2 separate regions of the Mus musculus genome follow, and region 1 is linked to region 2. A link is a contact called in public HiChIP or PLAC-seq data. All regions are on one chromosome and are shown on one strand. The core of a region is the stretch at or near the end of the contact, and the rest is flanking DNA. Distances in the headings are between cores, read along the strand shown. Region 1 has its middle 39 kb from the start of 4930539M17Rik. Region 2 has its middle 19 kb from the start of Gm46832.

What was found. HiChIP or PLAC-seq counts read pairs in DNA pulled down with a chosen protein or histone mark.
Region 1: an H3K27ac HiChIP or PLAC-seq map of embryonic stem cells shows a contact between it and region 2, with 5 read pairs. The contact joins two enhancer-like sites. A contact is called at or near these places in 1 of 115 datasets of contacts at active chromatin or transcription factors (embryonic stem cells) and 2 of 9 other capture datasets (liver and pancreatic islet).

The regions. Positions count from the first base shown.
Region 1 is chr3:9,100,061-9,102,760 of GRCm38.p6, reverse strand. No RefSeq gene overlaps it. Among named protein-coding and RNA genes, the nearest start is that of 4930539M17Rik, 39 kb to the right of the region's middle. Within about 2 kb of position 1,385, at least 24 of the 459 cell types and tissues checked have an H3K27ac peak or open chromatin away from gene starts, as enhancers often do. A contact at or near this core is called in embryonic stem cells, where this site is marked.
Region 2 is chr3:9,007,188-9,009,887 of GRCm38.p6, reverse strand. No RefSeq gene overlaps it. Among named protein-coding and RNA genes, the nearest start is that of Gm46832, 19 kb to the left of the region's middle. Within about 2 kb of position 1,422, at least 14 of the 459 cell types and tissues checked have an H3K27ac peak or open chromatin away from gene starts, as enhancers often do. A contact at or near this core is called in embryonic stem cells, where this site is marked.

The sequences.
Region 1 (2,700 bases), core at 136-2,635, 93 kb before region 2:
TGGCCTTTTATTTGGCACACGGAGAACAAACCTCAGAGAGATAAAAATAGGCAGATGTTCTCAGCCCCTTGCCTTCGCCCCAGGACATACCTTGTTCATTCCTTGCAGTGGACCTGACCATACCCACCTCTACTTGGTCTGTAGGCAGAGCTTTATATCCCAGCCCATGAGTGTCAGTGGGATGGAAGGGAATACAAGTGACTCCTACTTACCAATACCGGGAGGGCTGTAGCTGAGTAGAAGACAGATTACTTAGCAGGCCTGAGACTCTAGGACCTATCCCAGGCACACAGAGGAAAGGGCCTGATGGTGCAGACCTGTAACCCCAGCTGTCCTGAGGCTGACAGACGCCTGTGTGGACAATTGAGCAGATCGGAATAGAATGGTTAAGGCTCTAGGTCAGTGATGGAGGGCTTGTCTAACATATGCAAGCTCAGGGTCCAGTCTGCAGTAAGAGAAGGATCAAAGCCAAAGCTTGTGACATCTGTGCTGCCGATCTAATGCACACTAGGAATAAGGCACGAGTTCTAGAGCCTCCTTGTATCGATCACCTGAGCTCACACCCACAAGTGTGTAAATTACGAGCTCTGCCTCCCGCCATTTTCCACACTGGGGTTTAGCAAGTTGTGGCTTCTTGTCCTGTGCCACTAAAATAGTGGAGAGATGTTCCAGTGGAAGCCAGTTTGAGCCCCACATACAAGGTGTTCTTTTATATATTATTTACGGTGCAGGGGATGGAACCTCTGGCTTCTCGTGCTAGGCAAGAGTTTTTCCCCACCTCCATATGCAGGATTTAAAAGAGACAGACATAGGGAAGAGGACTTTTAAAAAGGAAGGTCACACTTATTTTTTTTTAAAGTAGTCTGTTTCTGAAGAATTTTGAATGTTGGCAATAGAGCAAGTCACATGAGCTATGTCAGTTGCCTCCCACCCCACCCCTACCCCCAGGAAGAAACCCCTTCTCCACACCTCATTCCCCCAAGATTGGATTTAGATAAATTTACCAGCTAAACCACCCTGAAGATTGCAGAACAATTGGCCTACAGGTGTGGCTAGGAAAAGCCTGGAATTCTCAGGGGTCACCTGAGTGTGGATTTTACATAGCCTCCCTCTGTTCTCCCTGGGGACAGGTCTCTCCCTCTCCCCACCTGCATTATCTATGGAAAGGTTCCTTAGAGCCTGTTTGCAGATTCCCCAACACTCCCCCCTCCACCCAGTCCCCACCCCTCCCACCCCCACCCATTGCACCCTGGCGAGTCCCCGCTGGGCTGGTTCCCAGAACCTCTGAGCTCAAAGGCAAGAGCAGGGTGGGGTGACTTCCCTCCCTGCAGGGAATTCCAGCAGGCCCTCCCCTGGGCTTCTGCTCAGCCCCATTCCCTTGCAATAAGGAAGTTTAAACAATTCTGACTTTGCACCCTACCCTGACAGAGCTCCACTCTGTCCCACAGGCACCAAGGTACACCCTGCATATTTTCACATCTGACTTTAAAGACACCCCAAATAAAACTGACGCTAACATCCATGATCAAAAAGTCCAGTGTTTTCTAAAGAGAAGCATTAAAGAATGACTGTATTAGTATTAACTAAAAAAGTGTAACACGTTATGTCTGATCAGTGATTCATTATATATAACATTAATTGCTTGGTTATATTTGGGCCTGATGAACATTTTTATTGATTGCCTAGCATCTACGACCTATGACATGCTTGCGCGGTACACTTTTAGTCAAATCAGACCAGGCTTTGTTCTCAAAGAGCAGGAAGCCCTTCAGAAAGAGAGCCACGTGCAAATATAAGAGTCTTGGGGAACGAGCTGGAGCAGTAAAGTAATTCAGTGTGGAATGCTTGCCCAACACAGTAAAACCCTAGGTCCAGCTCCACCAGCAAGACAAACCGCCATTATCCTCCTCCTCTTCTTCATCTTCACAGAGAGTTCAACACGCAACAGTTGCAGGGGAGAGCGAGGAGAGCTGTGTCTGAGGGGCTTCTAATGCCCCCAACCATGAGGGCCTGGTTCTCTTTCTTTGCTCCATGGCTCAAGACAAAGCCGTCTCTTGAGACCTTTCTTCTTTCCTGCATTTATTCACTCACTGGTTCATTAAGCAGTGTTCTTTTCCAGGTATGGTGGTATACACCTGTAATCCCAGCATTTGGGAGGCAGAGGAACTCAAATTATCTAGGGTTCAAGACCAGCATAGGCTCCATCACAAGATCTTATCTCAAAAGACGAACAAACAAAAATGTTCTTGTTTGACCTTGGCCATGGCATAGGCCTTGGGAAATGGCAAAGTCTCAACCTCTTGAGGTTTGTCCCTGATCAGGGGAGGCAAGTCAGGAAAAAAAAAGCCTTATAACCATGTTACTAAAATAACTTCACGTGAAGGCTAGAGATGGCCTCACCAGCTGACACCGTGATTTTGATCTCTAGAACCCATATAAAAGCTGGGTGCAGTAGCCTGCACCTCTAATTCCAGGACTCCTATGGGCAAGATGGGACTCAAGACAGGAGAATCGTCTGGAATGCCTAAAAAACATAGTACAGCAAGAGAGACTGCCTTGAAACAGGGCAAGAACTGACCCCTGAAAGTAATTTTCTGACCTCTATACACAGGCAGTAGTGTGAGTGCACACACACAGGACCCCACACACGCACAGGATAGCATGGGTGGGCACGAGCACATGCACGCACATGCGCACACA
Region 2 (2,700 bases), core at 173-2,672:
TAGCTCATCTCTACAGTCCTTGGCTCATGGCTGTCTTCATCCATCTTGAAATAATAACAGAGGGTCAACTTCCTCTCATGTTTTCTACACTCTGTGTTTCTTTGTGGCATGTCTCAGCTTCTAGTCAGAGGGGACTCCTTTGTTTTGTTTTGTTTTTTGTTGTTGTTGTTGTTTTTAATTTGCTTTTTGCCTAGAGCTGGGACTCCTGGCATGTACCACTATGCCTGGCTCTTTAGATTGGGCCTACGAAATAATTTAGGCAAAATTCCTTAGCTTAGTTTCCCTGTTTCAGCATCTCTGGCTTTACCTTATAAAGTTGTTTTTCCTGTCACAGGGTCTGAAGATTAGGACACACACACACACACACACACACACATGCACTCAACATATTTATATGCAACACATATATGCAATATATACATTTGTTTTTATTTATTTATTTACTTTTGAGGCAGAGTCTCTCTATGTAGCTCTGGAGCTCTGGCTGTCCTGGAACTCACTTTGTAGACAAGGCTGGCCACTGCTTCTTTAGTGATAGGATTAAGGTGTACAGCGCTGCTGCCTGGCAGGATTCACATATTTTTGTGCATCTTTGCTGTGCAAGGGGACACACACACACTGAGTTATGCACCAACCAAAGAATGTTTTTCATCTTGAATGTAACAGTGACAACTTCAAAAGTCCATTTTTTTCCTTCAATATGTATAGTTGTTTTCCCTTGTGAATTATTATTTTTCTAATTGTTACTTTTGTCTGTGTGCCTCCCACATCTCTCTTCCTTACCGCCTTTTTGGGGAAGAAGGGACTGCCCACTTCCTGTTAGCCCTTCAGCTCATCCTTTTGCTTTTTCCCCATTCTCGAGACAGAGCCTCAGATAGCCTAGGCTGGCCTGGATAATCTTGACCTTGTGATTCTCCCGCTCCTATCCTGATCCCTTGAGTATTTAAGGTGTGCACTACACGCCTGGGTTTATCCTTGTTTTTTGTTTGTTTTCTTTTCTTTTTTGAACTCTCTTTTGTACCACCAACTCCTGATGCTTGTTTGTGAATGTGCATGGCCTCCTCCCCTGCCCGCTTCCCAGTGCTCAGCCCTGGGAGATCAATTAGCATCACTTAACTTTGTGTACTCTTTGTCCTTGTGGACTTGTCACCTGACTGTAACTTTAGTAGCCTTGGGGAGGAGTAAGCATGGATATAAGTTGGGAAGAGAACTTAAAACCAGTGAACTCTCCAAAGAATGGATTTTATGGTATATAAATTTTATGTCAGTAGAGTACATTTTAAATACTTTTGGTATGTGGTGGTTTTATCGTAAAGCATGACCACAGATTTTAGAGATGAGGAGATTGAACCAGAGACATTTCAGTGAGAGGCCCAGGATAGTGATGGCCAGTGCTGATTCAGCTACATAGTAACAGTATTGTAGCGTTGCCTTTGAGCGAGCAGTGGCCATGCTGGGTATTCAGCACTGCTCCTGTTCTTGTGGTCCTAGCCTAGCCTATTTGCAGGCAACTGGAACTTATACTTAGGAAAGCTGAGCTTGCCGGGTGTGTGTGTGTGTGTGTGTATGTGTGTGTGTGGTGGTGGTGGTGGCGCATGCCTTTAATCCCAGCACTCGGGAATCAGAAGCAGGCAGATTTCTGAGTTCAAGGCCAGCCTGGTCTACAGAGTGAGTTCCAGGACAGCCAGGGCTATAAAGAGAAACCCTGTCTTGAAAAAAACAAAAACAAAACAAAAGCAAAACCAAAAAACCAATATTATCAATGATTCTAAGATAGTGATGATATTTATGCTCTGGGTTGTCTTCAGGATAGATGGGAAAAATGAGACCCCTTGACAGCAGCAACAGCAGATGCTCAGGAGAAAGGGGGCTGCGCTGCTTCTGTGTTTTCTTCCTTCCCAGCCCTCATAACGTAGCTTGATAAATGCCCAGAATGCAGAGTGGCTTAAAAACATACAAGGGGAGTTAAGTGGTCTATAGCTTTTATCAACATAGCCCAGATCAATGCGGTGAGAGCATTTCCCGTTCCTCCTTAGGGATTGCACGTCAAACCTCCATTACTGTTAAGTACTCTTCCCAGGCAATACCTGTTTCTGTACATTTCTAACTTCTTCATTTCATCTCCACCGTCTTTTATACACCTGTGAGGATATAAGAGATAGCTATAATATTGCCTTAAGCAATCCAGTGTTAATACACGACACTAAATTGATCTCTTTCCAAAGTCAGTCTTGACTTCTTGGGCCTCTTAGCCCTTTAGCGCCTTGAATTTTCACGTCCATGCAGGGAAGGCTGGTCTTCTGGATTATGATGACTTCCAGACTGTGCTTTGAGCTGCCTCTTGATTAGCCAGCAAGTCAGAACTGCCCTGGGGTCAGCACACTTAGCAAATAAAAATATTTAGGATGCCTAAGAATTTTGGGTGAATAATGAAAACAAAATTCAGTAAAATATATTGCAATATTATGGGGGAATAAGCTAGTAGTAAAACAAACAAACACACTTGTTATGTATTTGAAATTTAAATTGAAGTAGGTGTCCTGTATTTTATCTGGCAACTCTAGGTCTCCTGAAAGACCACAGCCCGGGCTCCTAGCTTTAGAAAACAACTGCAGTGTGTGTGGGGAAGGAGGCCTCACTATCAAACAGATGCCTCTGTTCACACTGTACCCTTTCTCTAGACCCATGAGCCTCTGCAGG